6 separate regions of the Mus musculus genome follow, and all the other regions are linked to region 1. Evidence: chromatin contacts called from public HiCAR-type, HiChIP or PLAC-seq, Micro-C, capture Hi-C and promoter capture Hi-C data. All regions are on one chromosome and are shown on one strand. The core of a region is the stretch at or near the end of the contact, and the rest is flanking DNA. Distances in the headings are between cores, read along the strand shown. Region 1 holds the start of Ccnd2 (cyclin D2). Region 2 has its middle 33 kb from the start of Gm52879. Region 3 holds the start of Tspan9 (tetraspanin 9). Region 4 overlaps Tspan9 (tetraspanin 9). Region 5 holds the start of Prmt8 (protein arginine N-methyltransferase 8). Region 6 holds the start of Kcna5 (potassium voltage-gated channel, shaker-related subfamily, member 5).

What was found. Promoter capture Hi-C pulls out the DNA fragments that hold promoters and counts their contacts. Hi-C and Micro-C count contacts between places; a contact is called where the count stands out from the background. HiCAR-type assays count read pairs that join an accessible place to other places. HiChIP or PLAC-seq counts read pairs in DNA pulled down with a chosen protein or histone mark. Capture Hi-C pulls out chosen DNA fragments and counts their contacts.
Region 2: a contact with region 1 is called in a HiCAR-type map of astrocytes, with 2.3 times the contacts expected there. The contact joins the enhancer-like site here to the promoter of Ccnd2 in region 1. A contact is called at or near these places in 1 of 39 promoter capture datasets (the 3T3-L1 cell line), 4 of 484 Hi-C or Micro-C datasets (all in embryonic stem cells), 4 of 115 datasets of contacts at active chromatin or transcription factors (astrocytes, embryonic forebrain, pancreatic cancer cells and 1 more) and 1 of 9 other capture datasets (adipose tissue).
Region 3: a contact with region 1 is called in a capture Hi-C map of embryonic stem cells, with 2.4 times the contacts expected there. The contact joins the promoter of Tspan9 here to the promoter of Ccnd2 in region 1. A contact is called at or near these places in 1 of 115 datasets of contacts at active chromatin or transcription factors (embryonic stem cells) and 1 of 9 other capture datasets (embryonic stem cells).
Region 4: a contact with region 1 is called in a FOXA1 HiChIP or PLAC-seq map of pancreatic cancer cells. The contact joins the enhancer-like site here to the promoter of Ccnd2 in region 1. A contact is called at or near these places in 1 of 39 promoter capture datasets (liver), 4 of 115 datasets of contacts at active chromatin or transcription factors (astrocytes, embryonic forebrain, forebrain and 1 more) and 1 of 9 other capture datasets (embryonic stem cells).
Region 5: a contact with region 1 is called in a Micro-C map of embryonic stem cells, with 6 times the contacts expected there. The contact joins the promoter of Prmt8 here to the promoter of Ccnd2 in region 1. A contact is called at or near these places in 5 of 39 promoter capture datasets (embryonic stem cells, liver and stem cell-derived epiblast-like cells), 17 of 484 Hi-C or Micro-C datasets (cortical neurons, differentiating embryonic stem cells, embryonic stem cells and 1 more) and 4 of 115 datasets of contacts at active chromatin or transcription factors (all in embryonic stem cells).
Region 6: a contact with region 1 is called in a promoter capture Hi-C map of embryonic stem cells, with 23 read pairs. The contact joins the promoter of Kcna5 here to the promoter of Ccnd2 in region 1. A contact is called at or near these places in 1 of 39 promoter capture datasets (embryonic stem cells), 2 of 484 Hi-C or Micro-C datasets (both in embryonic stem cells) and 1 of 115 datasets of contacts at active chromatin or transcription factors (embryonic stem cells).

Annotation. Positions count from the first base shown.
Region 1 is chr6:127,149,593-127,152,493 of GRCm38.p6, forward strand. It overlaps Ccnd2 (cyclin D2), which reads right to left and starts at 1,456. Exons shown (of 5, transcript NM_009829.3): 1 at 990-1,456. The coding sequence starts at 1,181. All of the region lies in intron 1 of 9330179D12Rik (RIKEN cDNA 9330179D12 gene), which reads left to right.
Region 2 is chr6:128,133,021-128,135,921 of GRCm38.p6, forward strand. It overlaps a transcript of Tspan9 not described here. Among named protein-coding and RNA genes, the nearest start is that of Gm52879, 33 kb to the left of the region's middle. Within about 2 kb of position 1,356, at least 76 of the 459 cell types and tissues checked have an H3K27ac peak or open chromatin away from gene starts, as enhancers often do. A contact at or near this core is called in astrocytes and embryonic stem cells, where this site is marked.
Region 3 is chr6:128,033,581-128,036,481 of GRCm38.p6, forward strand. Tspan9 (tetraspanin 9) reads right to left here and starts at 1,482. Exons shown (of 7, transcript NM_001379136.1): 1 at 586-1,482. The coding sequence starts at 921.
Region 4 is chr6:127,972,743-127,975,643 of GRCm38.p6, forward strand. The region is part of intron 1 of Tspan9 (tetraspanin 9); the gene reads right to left. Among named protein-coding and RNA genes, the nearest start is that of Gm15870, 29 kb to the left of the region's middle. Within about 2 kb of position 1,454, at least 47 of the 459 cell types and tissues checked have an H3K27ac peak or open chromatin away from gene starts, as enhancers often do. A contact at or near this core is called in astrocytes and pancreatic cancer cells, where this site is marked.
Region 5 is chr6:127,767,809-127,770,709 of GRCm38.p6, forward strand. Prmt8 (protein arginine N-methyltransferase 8) reads right to left here and starts at 1,351. Exons shown (of 10, transcript NM_201371.2): 1 at 865-1,351. The coding sequence starts at 939.
Region 6 is chr6:126,534,006-126,536,906 of GRCm38.p6, forward strand. Kcna5 (potassium voltage-gated channel, shaker-related subfamily, member 5) reads right to left here and starts at 1,550. Exons shown (of 1, transcript NM_145983.2): 1 at 1-1,550. The coding sequence starts at 1,158.

The sequences.
Region 1 (2,901 bases), core at 206-2,705:
TCTCAGTGGGGGAAACTTGCGGAGTGTTCGGCTGCGGCCCACAAGGGCAGTAGCTAGGAAGGCTGTGCCTGCTGGGGGTTGGGTGAGACGAAACCAGGGAACCCCCCTCCAGGAGGCATGCGGGACTCTGACCTCTCATTTGGGGGTGCCCCCTAGCCTGCTCTACACACCTCCTCCCCCGCTTCCTACCCCACCCAAATCTGCGCGCTCAAGAAGCAGCCAAACTGTAAGTAACCTTGGTGAACCGAGGGCTGGGGAAGAGGGCACGATCAGAAAGAGGGTGCCCAGGATCATGGGGTGCTGAGAGGGGGTGGGGGCGCCGGCGAATGTTGCCAGTCCTTGTAAATGGAGTTTGCAAAGCAACATGGCGAAACCACGGCAGGTCCAGAGCTGTGCATACGTGGGCACCCTGCTCTCTCGGCAAAGATTGCAAGCAAGGCTAAAGCAGCGGTTCTTTCAGATTGCCCTAAACGCACGTTTTTTTCAGTATGACTTCCGGGGCTCTCCTGAATTCCCTGTTTCTCCCCCACCCCCACCTCCTGCCAAAGTGCCAACGCGGAGTCCTAAGGCTCAGACGGTTTGCCCCAACCCTGAGAGTCGGGGGCGGGGGGGGGCTCTTTATATGTTGGTATGGATTGTTAGGTCGCAACACCCTCTGGGGCCTCACTGAAGGCAGCCGGGGTTGCTTCCACACCACAGGTCAGAAATGGAGATGGGAAGACGAGGAAGCCACATGCAGGCACACGCGCGGGATGCCAACCCCCCGGGGGGGGGAGGACATCCTCACTCACCCAAGTTTTCCTCCACTAGTTAATCTAGCAAGGGACAGAATTAGCGTCTCGCCCAAGGGTGCGGGGCTACCTCGCGCACGAGCGGGGGAGGCCAGCGCAGGGGTAGTTCTCCCGCAGTTTTTAGGATCTCTGCGTGTTGGAGGTAGGGATGGAGCGGCTGGGCTTGCCTCTCCCTGAGAGCGTCGCCCGCACACCTACCTCTAGCATCCAGGTGGCCACCATCCTGCGCATGTACGGTTGGATGTCCTTCTGCACGCACTTGAAATAGGAACACTGCGGGAGGTAGCGCTCCTCGATGGTCAACAGGTTCTGCAGAACGCGGTCTTCCAGCAGGTTGCGGTCCGGCACGGCCCTGCGGACCGGGTCCACCTCGCAGCACAGCAGCTCCATAGCCAGCCGGCCACCACTCGGTCCCGACTGTAAATTTTTTTTATTATTATTATTTTTTGGAGGTGCGGGGGGGTCGGGGAGTGCTTCCCTTACCTCCTTCCTTTGGCTGAATGGGAGATTTGGGAGAGGAAAGAAATGGCAAAGAGAGAGAGGGAGAGAGAGAGAGAAGAGTGGAAGGTGGGCGAGCGGAGCCTCAAGGGCCGCCTGACTCGCACCGGTCCTTCCCTCCGAACTGCCCGGCTCTCCTCAGCTCGCTCTCCTCTCTCGCTCAGGCAGTGACGCAAGCTGGAAGGGCAGTTAGATCTCCTCCCCCTCTCAGGTTCCTCCTCCCCCTTTCCTCCCCTCCTCTAGCGTCCCTCCCCTCCTTTCAATCTTTCCCTCCCTCTCCCCCCCCCCTTCCCTCTTGTTATTAAGGAGCACAGCAGCTGGCCTGACCAAACTTCAAACACGATCCCCGCTCCCCACCCCCAACCCCTCTCCCTACTTCTCCGAGGCCCTCTCCCCATCCAGCCCCGCATGCTAGGGGCCTCGGATAGGGGAACCCACAAACCCCATGGATTCCTATTGATTATCCTTTCTGACATTCTGTAGGCATACCATGGGGGCATAAAGGGTGTGTACGTGTGTGCTCTCTAACTTCGGAGGCTTGCAATGTGATCAGAAAAACAGCCCATTATTCAAGATTCAGGTAGATAGATTTACCATGTGGATGAGTTCAGATAACTTAGAAGTAGACCCCTAAATGAGGAACAAGGAAAGGCTTATTTGAGAAAATTGCAACCTCGCCAAACCAGGGATAAAGGTTATGCCCCTCAAGCTTAGACTCCTGATAACTTTCAAGCTGTTGTCCGCCCCGAGCCACGTGCGTGGAGAGGAAGAGGAGGAAGGGGTGGATGTTGGAGAAAGGGGTGCTTCTTAAGCCTAGTAGAATATGACCCTCCTGCAGAAACCTTTCTGTTCTTGGGGGCGCCATTGGGCAACGCGGCCAGCCTCTCAGAGCGGCCCCAGACCGGGGGCAGGGCTAGCAGCGGTTCCTCCGCGGGCCTCGGCCACGCAGGAAAAACCCGCTTCCTCGCCCCTGCATCTGCTGACAAGCCGCCCTAGGTGTCTGCGCGGAGCGTGGCCACATTGATACAGCTTTCTAGGAAATGGCTCGGGAGGGGCCAGGGAGGGGGAGAGGGAGGGTTTAGGTTTGGCTCTCCCTGCGCCAGCAAGGCCACCCTTCCTTTCCCCGGGGGCTCCTGAGTCCTGCACCCCTCAATCCCCGACCCCGTGGGGTCTCGCGCCTCATCCTTCCGCCAGGATTTTGGGGTCGGCTCTGACATGTGCTCTAAAGCATCCTGTGGTCAAGGCTGTTGGTAGAGGGGGACACGTTGGCGTTTCCTCACCTCCTTCCTGCTCCCACCCTGCCTTTAACTATATTAAAGGAGGGAGGAAGGGGCGAGGAACCACTGGCCCCCGCATGGTGGCCACGCTGGCACGTGCAGATAGCATGGCGTGGGTTGCACCTCTCTGGGCACACGGGGGGGGGCACTGAGTCCCTCCTTCCTTAAGAAGGGGGGATGATCAGGGACGCTTAAGGCTAGCGGAGGCTGAGGCTGGGGGGGGGAGGGGGTGGCACGCTGTGGGAGCACCACCCGTGGGCTCTCGGAAAGGCCCGGGAGGGGAGGCAATAAAGCCGAGGTGCAAGCGATTAACTCCAGCCCTGGGCCAGCCCCTT
Region 2 (2,901 bases), core at 106-2,605, 980 kb after region 1:
CTGAGCTTGCCTCTGACTAAGGTCACTCCCATGCTCCAGTGCTCTGGAGGCCTCTCCCTGATCTTGAACCTACAATGCTTCCATCATTAAGAGGGAAATACACATGTGTGCTGCCAGCGACATGTGTATACGTACTCCATGATAGGAGACAGTGCACTCACAACACAGACCACTTACCCACCAGAGCTCCTGAAAGGGGTGTGTGTGTGTTTCAGGTTTTCTTTTTAATCTAAGAAATGGCCATTTTCTTTCTATGGTTTTTGTTTCTGTTTTGTTTTTTTTTTTTTTTTGTTTTTTTTTTTTGAAGCAAGGTCTCCTTGTGTACGTTGGCTGGCCTGGAACTTGCTATTTAGACTACAGTGTCCTTGAACTCACAGAAGTCCATCTACCTCTTCATTAATTTAAGGCATTAAAAGTGCCTGTCACCACACCCGGCTTGAGAATCGCCATTTTTTTTTTTTTTCAAATCTGCACAAAGTTGCTCTAAGTTACCAAACCAAAACCAAACAAAATACTGCCCAGAGATCGTGGGCCCTTCAGAGATCCTGCAGGGACAGTTAGGTCTCCCCAACAAGTCAAGGTGTCCCAGAAACATCTAGGGGCTTCCTGTCCCTTCAAGGTCTCCTGGCTATTCTCTACCTGCGTCACACACAAGAGCAAACGGTTCAGCAAATATTGGCTCTGTGAGCAGAGACAGTTACAAGGTTCAGAAAGTCACTTCCAGATACCCCACTGCAAGAGGGGAAACAGGATGGAAGGGTGTGGCAAGGTCAAAGCGCACACAATGTTCACCAAGGGATGGGTCAGAAAAAGTAAAATGCTACATTTGGCCCTGGAGTACAAACTGAGCTCTCAGGATGTGAGGCTCATGTGGCCAAAAGACGCTCCTGCGCGTTCTTCCCGTTCTCACAGCCCAGCCCAGTTCCGCCTGGCTTTTTGGGTTGTGTTGGTTTAGAAGCCAAAGTTCTCGGAGGCTGGTGGTGTTCTTGCCTCGCTGGCTGTGGCTCCAACTGAAGCTAGAGCTGTAAGGCTGAAGCCAGCAGCCACAGGGCCTCTGTTGCAGCCACCCTGCAAATAAAGGCTGCTGATCAGAAGCTGGGCTGTGACTGGTTAGAGAGCTTTCCTGGCACACGTGAAACCCTGAGTCTCATTCCCAGAGCAGAATTGTAAAAGAAAAAGGAAGAAATTAGCAGTACAGTGAAAGCAGAGGGGAGCCCAAATATAAGGTCCATGAGAAGGGAAGGGAAGGGACAGGCCAGAAGGGAGGCTGCGGAACAGGCCACCTCAGACAGGCAGCTGTCTCTCTAAACAATCCCTGTCCTCCATCAGAAGTCAGAGCTGAAGTTACTCATTAACTTTCGTCCCTCCCTCCTCCACCCCCCTTTAGGCCAGCAGCAAAGAGAGCCTTAGAGGAGAGGAGTTAGGAAGGCCTGGGTCTGGAAGGGAACCAGAGGGACCCAGTCCCCTAGCCTGAAGAGAGCAATGACCTTACAAAGGTCACCTGCAATGAAAGGCAGGAGCCAGAATCTGACCCCTCCACCAAGTCGGACATCATTCCAGACTCTCACAAGCATGACAAGAAATGGCAAAACCGAAGCCCCAGAGGCTGCAGCCCATCAGTCAGGACAAACTTCCTGTCTGCTAAGTCCTTCATGGAGTCTCTCACTCAGGGTGTCAACACAGATGTGCAAGAGGAAGCCCAAGTCACCTGGCTGGGAAAGGCATGATGTCAGGAGCTGTCTGTCTGCCCGGGGTGACGCAGGCCCCCTGGGAAGATCCCTTCCACGTGCAGCCTGTGAGGCCCAGCAGGAACACAGACAACAGGGTCTGGGATGGGGCTGTGCCCAGTTAAACCATCCTTTGTCCCTAAGTCTTTAAGAGCAGGTACCCACACGGATATAGGCCCAGGAAAGAAGGAAAAACACTTAAAAATGAGAGCACACACCTTTAATCCCAACATTCAGATAGCAGAGGCTGCTAGATCTCTGTTAGTTCAAGGCCAGCCTGGTCTACATAGGGAGTTCCAAGTCAGCCAGAGCTAGCCCACCCCACTCCCAAAACACATGAGATCTCCTGGTTTTTGGTTTGGTCAATCCTTCCCGTGAGTCGTGCAGGCTAGTCCCAGGGGTGGATAAGAAATTGCCTAGGTCAGCAGAAGGCAAGGCAGAGAGAGGACCTGGGCTGTTCCCTATTCCACACCCCACGAAAAGCAGAACCTCAGCCTTAACCACTGTTCCTGTAAGACACTACCTCTTAGGACTGTTATGAATATTAACCTATGTTAACCTCATATTTTAAAATGAGATTTAAGCCACTGTTTAACAGAACCACATTAAATTCATGGCGGATACACGTAAAAACCCAAAACCTGGGGGTTAAATGCTGACAAATTACAAACGCAGACAATCTAACTGTCAATGTGCAAAACCTGCCAGGACAAGATGCTCTTGGGCCACTCAACAGTCTTTGCCAGGACTCACAGGCAGGGACTCTTTTGGCAGAAATAAGCCACCAGACATGTACCATCAAAGCCCTTACTCCTTCCTCCACCAACCACGCTTCAGGGTTCACAGAAGGTAAGAGATTTACAAGTCACCTAGCAGGGAGAAGCCACGGGATAAAACGTGCATAAATTAAAACTGTTCATGGCCCAGGTCTGCGAGCAGCTCCCACAGGGAACCTGAATCAGCAGCATCCAGTCCTGCTAGCAGCTTCTGGACAGCAAGCTCAGCAGGGCCCTGAATGTGAGTGAGTCATGGGAACAAAGACACTCCACCAGCAGGATCCAGGAGCCTGGAGGAGCAGCAGTGGGCACTCCTGGTGCTGGAACGGCAGCACCAAGGTCTACGAGGTTCCCATAGCTTCTTTCTAGCCTGCCTGCCTGCCTGTGGGAAGCCCTTC
Region 3 (2,901 bases), core at 232-2,731, 880 kb after region 1:
GGAGCCTGGGAAAGAGTGGCCTGGCCAAGTGCTGGCTGCCCAGCCCACAGCAATCCCTCAAAAGCAGCAGCCTGTCCCTCATCGTGTATGGCTGCTTCCTCCTCTTCCTGGGAACCATGTAAATGAGCAGGGGACTGTGACCTCCACACCCCCACCCCACCCCCACAATGCTACAGACTGGCCTCCTGCCTCCAGGAGCAATAGAAGAAACTCAGAAACCATCCTCACGGCCCCCCACCAACCCAGGGGCACAGCTGTGCCGTCTGACCCACACCCATGATGCAGGTTCCCTGGTGCAGGTACTTCAGTGTGCCTTTTTTTTGGGAGAAGGAAGCAGTGGCAAACTTTCCAGCTTCCTGGGAGCAGAACGTGTCTCTCCTGGAAGACTGACAAGTTGAAGCCTCCATTCAGCCATGGAGAAGAGGGAAAAGGGAACAGAAAGATGCAGGGAGTGGGAGGGTGCCTTCAATTTTTAAAAGCACTTACCTTTGGGCAGATAAGGTAGAGCGAGGAGGAAGTAGAAGATATTCCTAGGGTGGAAAGCAAGGAGAAGGAGCAACGGAAGACTCAACAGTAAGGACTTACCCAGAATATCAAATTGAAGAGGAACATCGTGTACTTCAAGCAGCAGAGACAGCCCCTGGCCATGTTGCACTTCTTAAATTCTAGGAGGAACACAAAGGACAGGTCCAGGTAAAACACCACGTACTTGCTGCCTTTGGGTGCATTGTACTTGTCAGTCTTAATGCCGGCCTCCGTGCGGCTCTGACCCCGCGAACCCGCGGTGCCGTAGAAGGCGCCAGCCGTGAAGCCGCGGCCGAACGGGCGGCCAGAGGTGGACGGCTTGGCAAAGTCCGAGTCCTTGCTGTCCAAAGATGGACTCCGGTGGATCGAAGAATCCTCGCTACTCGACTTCTCCATGCTCGCCTCGTTCCCGGGGGGCACGAGGGGCGGGGGGCATTGCTCCCAGAGTGGGACGGAGGGGGCACCCCGGTCGGGCACGGGTTCTGAGCAAGCTGGCTGTTGGAGCTTCGCACGCCCCCTCTCTGCACCCGCGAGCAATAGCGGAGCAACCAACTGCCGGGGGTTCACTGCCTCTGGGACGGCGCCCCGCTCCCAGCCTTAGCCCGCTGGCCCGGGAGGGCTCTGCGGCACTGTTATAAGCACGCTTGGGGAGCCGGCTCGCCTGCGTAACTAGGCTTCTTTAGGGAGGCTGCAATTTGACTGCTCTTTCCCGGGCGGCTGCACCACCGACCGGACGCAGCACTCGAGGCGAAAGGGCGCTGGGATCCAAGCTCCGCAGGCACGCCTCTTCCAACCCGGAGCCCCACCACTTTGCGGGCGCTCGGCCTCCCTTGCTCCGCGACTTTGCGGAGCCGCTGCCGGCCCTGGGCTGCCCGGGTGCGCCGCGGGCAGAGAGCCTCGGATCCGCTGCAGCTGCAACCGCTGGGCTTGCCCTGCGAAATTCCAGCCCTGACTCTCGACTCTGAAATCGCCTAGAGCCCCTTCCCCGGGCTCTGGGCCCCGCCCCCTGCTTTGCATCCGACCAATGGGCTCAAGGTCTGCCTGGCTCCGGTAGGGGAGCTACCCCCCTCCCCAATGACACAATATCTTTAATAGGATTAGCGGTCTGCTTGTGTGCCTAAACTAGTGTGCCCAGAACCCTTCTAAATGTCAAGGGCTCGCTCAGTGGCTAGGAATGAACTAACACCTCCATGGGAAAGCACTGGTTTCTTGCCCCAGCAAGGGCCGCGACTAGAGGAGGGGGAGAACTGGAGACACCAAGAACCCTAGGAAGCCAGAGGATAGGTCTGGGGGGAAAGGCTGGAAGGGAAAGAAACGGTGGCCACTACTAGGCTGGCCTCCGCCCCCTAGGAACGTCGGGCCTGTCTAGCCTGGGGCACATGGTCCCAAGCAGTACCTTTACACACACACACACACACACACACACACACACACACACACACACACACACACACACACACACACACACCACGCTTTTGCACACGTGAGAATGGCTACTGCGCACTGGTAGAGGGGCCGCAGCAGAGACGCAAGGTGTAGGAAAGCGCCCTCAGGCCTCCGCGGGGCGCGCCGCCCTCCCTGCCCCCTCCACGCGCACACGCACGCGCGGCTCCGAGAGACTCCTGCAGCTGCGCAAGCCCCCGCCTCCGCGTTCCCGAGTGGGACGGCGGGCTGCAAGGGGCAGGCGGCTCAAGTGGGGCACTGCTTTTTGCCAGCAGAAGAGCAAGGTAGCAATGCTTTTTTGGTCACACCCGAGTCCTCTCGGAGCCGAGGTCAGAGAAAAGACAGGAGGTATGTGCCTGCCAGAGGAACATCCAAAAACAGCCCTTCATCCTCTTGTGAAGCGCTGCAATGAAGACAGCCTCCTCTGGGCTTATATGCAGAAGTCTGCATTGCTGACCTGGGGCCACCACGGTTTGCAAATGATAAAAACTAGAAGACTGAGTGGGGTGGGGGTGCGGGGGTTAGACACTGAGTCTCTCCTTTGTGCAGTGAGTCAGTGTGGGAGCTAAGTTTTACCAGGCTCCCAGCAGCTAACAAGGAGCTCAGCCTCTGGAAGGTACTCCATAGGGACGGCTAGATGGAGTCTACTCTGCAACCCCCAACCCTCTATCCTGAGCCCCAAGGGGGAGCCCTTGAGGAAACACCATAGTACTACTGCCTGCCCTTTGGGCAGCACAAAATCTAGTTAGGACAGGAAGTTACTGGAGGCACAGATAGACTCAGATGGTTGTGGCTATGCCCCGAGGGGTGGGGGGTGGGGGCAGTGATTCCAACTAGGGGGAATTCACCTTCACTTTGCCCCACCACCACCCTAGAGGTGATAACTCTGAGATCTGTTTTGACTCTTCTGGGTCCCTTCTGAACTCAGAAGCA
Region 4 (2,901 bases), core at 204-2,703, 820 kb after region 1:
TGCTAGCCACATACTAACCGCCCACATCTCATCTTCAGGTTGGCTATACTGACTGACTGGTCAAGTTAACGCATATTTCTGCCCCCAGGTAGGACATCCACACAGGCACCCATTTCTCCAGGGCCACGGCTGCTCCAAATTCACCCATGTCTGGGTACTCTATCCCCATCTAGTCAGACTCCATATCACCTCCACCCACCCAGCCCTTCACAAGGGGAAAGATGGGCCCTCCCAGAGTGGACTGATCCAGGGCGTGGTCATGAGTTCATGCTAGCCCCCTCCCAAGGCTTCTGTCGTAAAAAAAAAAAAAAAAAAAAAAAAAAACAGCTCCTTTTGAGGATCAGACTCGTGCTCTTCCATTGTCCTTCCACCACCGGACCCAGAAAATACTTGGAACACTGAATGTTTCTTCAGCGACTGGTGGGTAGGTGGGTGGGTAGGGGGTTGAGTGGGTGGGCGAGCTCAGGAACGGGGGCACATGCACATCCACATTCCCACTCAAGAAAGAAGCTCCCTCTAAACCCTGGCCTCTCCACTCCTGGAAGCCCCAGTACCCCGTCAGGAACTCCTAACATGGTGTTCCCAGCCTAGCACACAGCCCTGCACACCACTGGCCTTTTCAGCCTCACTACCTCCTATACCTGAAGAGAGCTGCTGCAGACATGGTCTCTGAGTGTAGATTCCAGCAGCAGCGCTACACCATCCCCGGGCCTCTGAAACCCCTCTTGGACAGCAGGAGACATGGGAACACGAGGGCTCCCAGTGCCCAAGACATAATGGCAGTTAATAAATTAGCAGATAAGGCAAAAAAGAGAGACAATCCTGACAATTTTAATTGCACCACCTGACACACTGGCTCCTTTTAAGAGCCCTGCCTGGCCCTGAAAGAGGACAACCTGCTAAGAACTTTGCAGTGGGGAGCAGAGAGGATTCGCTCCACTCACCAGGGTGGGAGAGGGGCTACTACTTTGTATTGCAAGCGGCCCTCTTTCTCTGCAGCTCATTCATTCTCATAGCCATAAAGAGAGGCAGACGGGCTGCTGGCTGGTGAGGAGGGGAGCCGGGGAGCACGTTTCCAACTCCATACCCATGGAAAAGAAAGGACAAAGGCAGAGTCTTCTGCCAAAGTCACCCAGCCAGCAGGAGGATGGTGGCTGCAGAGATTTGCTAGGGCCAGAGGGGAGGCAGCCATGAAGCGCCCCCCTACATCTGATCTGAGCATTTGCCTGCAGTCTGCATTCCAGTTCCCTCCATATAACTCCAGGGAAGGAGTCTATTAACTGTAGATCCCACTTCCCTGTGGCTAACATGCATCAGTCCTCATTTCCGAGAGGCTCACCAGGAACGAGTGTGACAGGCCTTTAAATATTTGAGCATGTGTACTTAGCAACGCTCTCTCCCAAGTCTCCTGGCCTAGGAAAGGGCTTTTACATCCTTCACCTCTGAGTCACCCTCTGCTGCTCATCTGTCTCACAGTGAAAGTCACTCTAGCTGGAGGGAACGGGCACTGCTCCCCTCCCACCCTCGGAGCTGAGCTCTGCACTTCTCGCATGGGCACAGCCCGTTGTAAGCGCCATTGGTTTGACTGGTGGCCTCGGCAGCTTGGCTGCCTGTTGAGTGTGTGCAGAATTTCAAACTGAATAGGACCACTCCTTGGCCATTCTTCACTGGATGTTGTTCTCCTCACAAGCTCCAATTTCTTCACAGCTCCACTCCACAGTCCCCAGCTCAGGGGTGACAGGGAGATCACACCCATATTTCTAAGCCTAATTTTCCTCCAAATAAACATTGCATAAGGCACCTGCAACCTACAACCCAGTTACATTTTGATGATTCCAGCATGGGCTAGTTCTGTACAGACACTAAGAATACTGTGCTTGGTGTGTGTGTGTGTGTGTGCGGTGGCACTCGGGGCTTGCTGTCCTCTTGTCTCTGGGAGGGTCCTGGTGCCTTTGTTGGAGTATGACTCATCTGATGGGACGCTGGGGTCTGGCTTTGGCATATGGAATCAGTGCCTTGCTCTCTACATGGGGTTGGTAGGGTTCAAGGGTGAGCAGATTCAATCTGGATCTGTCCTGGGCTTCACTGAAGGGTGCAGGAAGATGCCGGTCCTAGAGAGCAAAGGGCAAGGACTGTTTGCCACCTACCCTGTGTTGTTCCAACACAGCCCTTAAAGACAGGCTCACTACCCCCAGGAGGAAAGGGCGCCTGCTCAGGGAGGCTCCCCTGATGCACACCCTTCCCAGGCCCATCAGCTTTCTCAGAAGCTAGTGTCTCTCCACCTGTTGAAATGGGCTGTAGTGTCCCATGTGGCACTAAGATGGGTGGGGGTGTCACACCTGCCCCCAAGGGTGCCCGTGCCCCGAAAGCAAAAAGCTTGAGGATCGGCTCCCAGAAGGGCCACAAGATGATGTGTGGCTGGGACGGCAAAGAGCCCCAGATGACACAGAGCACCTGCCAGCCGTGTATAGGGAGAGCGATCACTCAACAGTCCATAAACATTGATTACTACTGCTGCCCCTCCCACACTGGTGCACCCTGGCAGAAGCGCGCTTTCTTCCCAATCAGGCACCTTCTAGGCCAAGAGCTCTGCCTAGCCTGGTAGCCACCGGCTTCAGGTGAGATGGGGCTCGGCAGGTGTCAGGGAGAAGGTATACCAGGGCATACTTGTATGACTCTGTGTTCCCCGGTTTTCACCAATCCAACCAGTTCCCGCTGGTTCTTGGCAGCAAGAGTCAGGGTCTGAGTCCCCAGACTGAAAGCTTCACTCGACAGGCACACAATTGTTCCTCGGATTGTTGTCCCTGCAGCTTGGAATGCACAGGAGATCATGGGCTAACACATACAGGGCAGGCCCAGGAAAAAGCCCCAAGAGGAATGCTGATACCAGGCAAGCACTCC
Region 5 (2,901 bases), core at 101-2,600, 620 kb after region 1:
GCGGCCGTAAGGACTGCCGAAGACGGAGGGCAAGAGTATCATTTGCGGAGCTAGAGCGGCCTCCTTAAAAGCTGCTGCGGGACAAGTGGCCGCAGACCGGTTTCGCGCTGCAGCCCAGGGCGCACAACCCCCGCTGCTTGTGCGGGCTAAGCTGCGGCAGGCGCGGGCGCTGTCCCTGGTGCTGAATGGGGCCGCGGTCGGTGCGCCCTCCCAGGGTTCCGCTCTCCCTCGGCGCCTTAAGCACCCTAGGACTGCAGACCTCCGGCCCAGCTGTGGACTGGGGACTGCGGGGGAGGTCAGGTGCAGGTGCTTAGTACTGCCACCAGGTCGGCCCCCTAAGGCCGGGAGCTCTCCGCGGTGTTGCAGGGACCCATAGCTTGGGGACCACCTCGAGCTTGAAGGGTAAAGCCCAGGTAGCGGTGGGAGATAATCGGTGCACTGCAGGGAGCAAACCTGGCCCTAATATAACCCACTCCAGCTCTTCGTAAAGCCGGGATCCGGGATCACTATCGGAATCCTGTGCACAGGGGCAGGGGAGCCGGGCTGCCCAAGGTTTGGGACTTAGGGGAACAGGAAGGGAGCAGAGGGTGGCAGGAGAGGGTGATGGGGCTGAAAATTTAGATTTTCAAGGGGGAAAGGAACTGAGACGTGCACCGTCGCCCCCCACACACACTCCTACACTTCTCTCTCTCTCTCTCTCTCTCTCTCTCTCTCTCTCTCTCTCTCTCTCTCTCTCGGCAGGGACAAGCGGGATGGGGAAAGTTTGGCACCACGGCGTTGGTGGTGGCAGCAAGCAGCGGCGGCACACAGGGGTCCCAGTGGGAGGCAGGGTCGCTGAAAACCCCGGCCCGGTCGCCTCCTTACCTCGGTGCTTTCGACTGCATTCTCCGCCATTTTCCTCCGGAGGAGCAGGCAGCGGGAGGAGTGTTTCATGCCCATAAGAGCCAACAAGGGTTTGGGGATTCGAGATAGTAAAGAACGAGAGACGGCTGATGTGGCTTTAAAAGAGAGCCTAAGAATGCAAGAGGAGGGGGGAAAAAATCCCAGCCAGCCCCTCTCCCGGAGCGTCCTCCGCGACAATCGAGCTCTGTGGAGTCCCTCCTGCGGTCGCCACTTTGTTCACGTTTCCTCGCTCTTCATCTGCCTCGCATCCCTTCGCACACTTGCAAGTTCTGGTCGCGCTCACGACCCCCTCCGCGCCCCTCTCCCCTGCGCGGCGGGCTGGGCGGGAGGGAGGGAGGCGGCCCCGCGGGCTCGCCGGCAGAGGCAGCGGCTCCGAAGTCCGGCAGGCGGGAGGCGGACGGCAACTCTCCCAACTTCTGCCGATCGCTGGGCGAAGCAACACGCGTCCTGCTCGGCGCTCCCGGGGGCTGAGCCGGTGAGTGGGGGCGGGGTGGGAGGTGCGCGGGAGCGAGCGGGTGGCGGGGCGCTGACGGCGGAGACCCCCAGCCCGCCCCCGTGCCCGGGACCGCGGGGTCTGGGGGCCGCCTGCGCTCCGCTGCGCTCCTGGCGCGGCGCACACCTGGCGCGGGGGCTAGGGCTGCGCGCACGCTGCGGGGCCGCGCGCCAGGCTCCGGGAAGCAGGCGTCCACGAGGCTGCTGGAGGGTCTCAGCCCAGTGCAAGTCCTTCTAACGAGGGCAAGCACCGGACAAGACTCAGCCACGGTTACCAAATGTCTACGCCCCTCACCCCTCCCCAGCCCCCCCACCCGGTCGATTCCTGGATCCTTCCTGCGCGGATTACTGTTTGGGGCATGAACAGGGTGGGTGTCTGGATGGGAGGGGGAAGTCCTCAACTCCTTCAACTCTAGGTCCTCTCTATCTAGCTTTTCTTCACCCTCAGGACCCAAGACCAGAAGGCCTTCAAACCCCTCTCAGGAGGACCGGGTTGAAGTGAAGGTGGCTGCCTGAGGTGGCTTGGGAAAACAACCAGGAACAAATCAATAAAAGGGTCCGCGGTCTAGCTCCCCTACCCCTGTCTAGCCTGTCAGCCCCCACTCCCGGGGGGACACACATCTCTCCCCCTCCCCTACAGCCCCTCCCCCACCTTCACCCTCTCCTGACGTCCCTTTTATGGGAGAGAGCCGTGAGGATGTCACGTACCCATTAGGATTCTCTCGATCCTTTTTTAAGGGAGAGTTTGGGCGGCAGCGGGGGGTGTGAATTTTTATACAATGCATTCCTGTCTTCACTTTGAGAGCTTTTTTTCTCTCTTTCGGGCCATCTGTCAGGCATTGAGGGATAGAACAATGGGGGAGGGAGGCCATACTCAGGACTCTGTAGCTGGCTATCTCCGGGAAAGCTGAACCTTCAGGCTTTCTGGCCCACAGGTCAAGGTCAGGGACCGCACAGATGTGCCAGGAGCTTTCTTCCCGCTTCATCTCAGTCCTTAGTTGAGTTATTTAAACCAATCGCCCTGTTTAGTCTGATCATAGCCTTTGATAGCCAAGAAGTGTAAGAGTGACTGTCCTCAACTAACCCAGGTTCATTGAGGAAAAGGGCCAAAACCCAGCTCGGCTCACGGTGATAGATACTTCTATCAGACCAAGATCCTCAGGCAAAGAGAAGAGACATGGCCGTGAGCAGAGGTGAGGAGTAAAAAACGGGAAGAGGAGGGAGATGAGAAGGATTAAAGAAAATATAGCAAGAAGCTTGGGTTAACCGCACTGATAATCCCAAAACAAGAGTAAATTCCCCTCAACCTTCTCAAACCACAGACCTGAATTCGAGTTGGGCATGAATGAGCAGTCTTTGGCAATGCCTGATCCTTCTTCACTCCCATCCTGCCATCCTGCCATCCTGCCACACACAGTATGGAGGAGGGGACATAACTGCATCTAAAAAATGACTTTTACCTCCTGCTTTTCTTCCCCTACTCGTCTTCTCTCAGATAAGGCTCTG
Region 6 (2,901 bases), core at 300-2,799, 620 kb before region 1:
GGCTAGGGACATGGCCTGCTGCCCATTCTGACCACCACCCCCTGGTTGTTGCTCTGCCAGCTCGGTGCCCAGGGTGATAAAGTAGGGGAAGATGGCCACAATATCAATGATGTTCATAATATTCCGAGAGAATTCTGCCTTGCTGGGGCAAGCAAAGAAACGCACAAGCAGCTCAAAAGTGAACCAGATCACACATGTGGTCTCCACGATGAAGAATGGGTCAGCCAGTGTCCTAGGCAGGAGCGGAGCCACTGTGGGGCCAGAGGAAAGGACACCAGAGCCACTGCCATTTGCCCCTGGGGCAGGGGCTGGGGGCTGCGGCGGCACTGGGGGGTGGCGTAACAGCTCCCGTTCATCCCTGAACTCAGGCAGAGTCTCCAAGCAGAAGGTGATGATAGAGATGAGAATGACCAAGACCGACACGATGGCAATGGCTCTTGCTGACCCAGAGCTTTCTGGGTATTCGAAGATAAGCCACACCTGGCGCTGGAACTCATTGCGGGGCAGGGGCTTCTCCTCTTCCTTGATGAAGCCTTCATCCTCCCGGAAGCGCTCCATGGCCTCGTCCCCCAGCTGGTAAAAGCGGATCTCATCTGCAAACACATCCAGGGAGACATTGACCGGCCTGCGCAGGCGGCCCCCAGACTGGTAGTAGTACAAAATGCCATCGAAGCTAGGCCGGTTGCGGTCGAAGAAGTACTCATTTCTCAAGGGATCGAAGTAGCGCAGGCGTTTGACTGGGTCCCCCAGGAGGGTGTTGGGAAACTGCGCCAGGGTGCCCAGCTGCGTCTCAAAGCGCAAACCCGAGATGTTTATGAGGACCCGCTGGTGATGGAGTGATCCTGAGTCCTGAGGAGCCTGGTCCTCCTCCACTGTGCCCAGGCCAGGGTCGCCTTCTCCCTCCTCATCCTCAGCAGATGGCCTTCTAGGCTGTGGCAGCTCCTGAGGCATAGGGGGCAAAGGCCTCCCACCCTGGCCCGCATCCTCGTGTGTGGCGCGCCTCCTCGGTGATGTTTCTTTGGACTGATTATTGAGTCCAGCCGTCGGAGGGCACCCACACTCTCCCCTGGGGCTCTGCACACAGCTTGCCCCTGCCTCCCCTCCTCCTCTGAGGGTCATGGCACTGCCGTTCTCCATGGGCACCAGGGAGATCTCCATGGCCCGGGGGCAAGGGGCATGCTGCGCCCCCAGACAACCGGTTCCCACACCCCAACTCACGCTCCGCGCCTCGCGGTTTCCTCTTCAGCCGAGGGCCCCCGCTGGCTCTAGGCTGGCTGGGGTAGCTGGCTGGATCCCCTTGGCTGGTCCTGACGTCAAGAAGCTGCTGCCCCTGCTCCCTGCCTCTCTCTCTCCCTCTCAGTGTTCTGGCAGCTGGTTACCAGGCAGCAGAAAAACCTCCTTCCAGCAGATGCAACCTCCAGCAGCCCCTCTCTGGCTGAGCTCCCCGGCCTCCGCCCTCTGTGGCTCCCTCCTCTCCTCCTCCCCCTCCTGTTTCTCCTCTGGGGACGGAGTCAGAGAGTGTCTCTCTGGAGGGTTCAGCTGGGGCCCCAGCAGCAAGGACAGGAAGGGGAGGAGGAAAAGAGCCTGAGGAGCGAGGAACAGGTTGTACCAGGAGCGCTGAAAACTCCCAGGGCAACAGGATGAGAATAGCTTCAGGATCTCAGATCACCTGGGAATGCACAGAAAGCGGAAAGGGGACTCCAGGGGGTGGGAACTGCTTTAGATGCAAGGGGAAGGCTTGTAGCTGAGTTCCAGTGAGTGGAGAAGAGAGTGCTCTGGGTGTTTTTCTTTTAGAGCAGTGCTTCTCAACCTTGCTAATGCTGCTGCAACCTTTAACACTGTTCCTCATGTTGTGGTGAACCCCACAACGGTAAATTTATTTTTGTTGCTACTTCATAACTGTGATTTTACTATTGTTATCATAACATAAATGGAATTTGTTACTGAAGTGTAATGTAAATATTATTGGAAATAGAGGTTTGCCAAAAGGATTGTGAACCACAGGTTGCAAAACCAATGCTTTATAGATTAACAGCCTCTCTCTTTGGGAAAAATGACACTGCAGGGGAGCAGCGAGCTGTGTGTGTGTGTGTGTGTGTGTGTGTGTGTGTGTGTGTGTGTGTGTACTCTGGAACTCTTCCAGTCTATCTACAGATCCATTGGAAGGTATGAGACTGAGACCTCACAGCACCCCCTTAAGCCTGCTTTTCATCATCCAGACATTGGTGATTTGATCTGCTAGTATGGAGCCAGGAGGAGTCTCAACTGAGAGAGAAGCTGTCTGGTCTCCTGCCTCTGCATTCTTCGCCATCCCTCCAGCCTCCTCACCTAATCCTCTTTTTGTAAAATGCACAGTGAGAAAAGAGAATAAATCCTGGTGGAGAATAATTGTGCACGGGAAAGCTCTAAGCTAGCGACTGCATAGAAACCTGTGTAAAGAGGAGGCAGAGGGACTTATTTATTGCTAGTATGTCCAGATCATTCTGGACTTGTGTGTTTTTGCATCAGCTTACTTTGTAAGTACTAGGACTACCTTCAACATACAAAGAAACTCAGGCACAGATAGATTGACTACATTGTATATGGAGGCCACAGAACTTGACTACATTGTATATGGAGGCCACAGAACTAGAAAGTATCAACGCTGCAATTCAAACCCAAGTTGCTGGGTTTAGGGAGCTCGCTTCTTTCTCCCCTCCCCACATCTGGCCTGAGGCCCTTCTTCCATTGCAGGAGGCAGAAGAATGAGTAAGATAAAGATTGGGTTCTAGGCTGGGATGCCAGGGTCCCTCTCTACACTCTGCCCTTGTCTTTAGTCTCTGAGGCTGTTGTGGTCTCCAAAAGCCAAGGGGAGGATTTTTCAAGGTCTGTCAGCCAATTCTAGATACAGCTTCCTCCAGA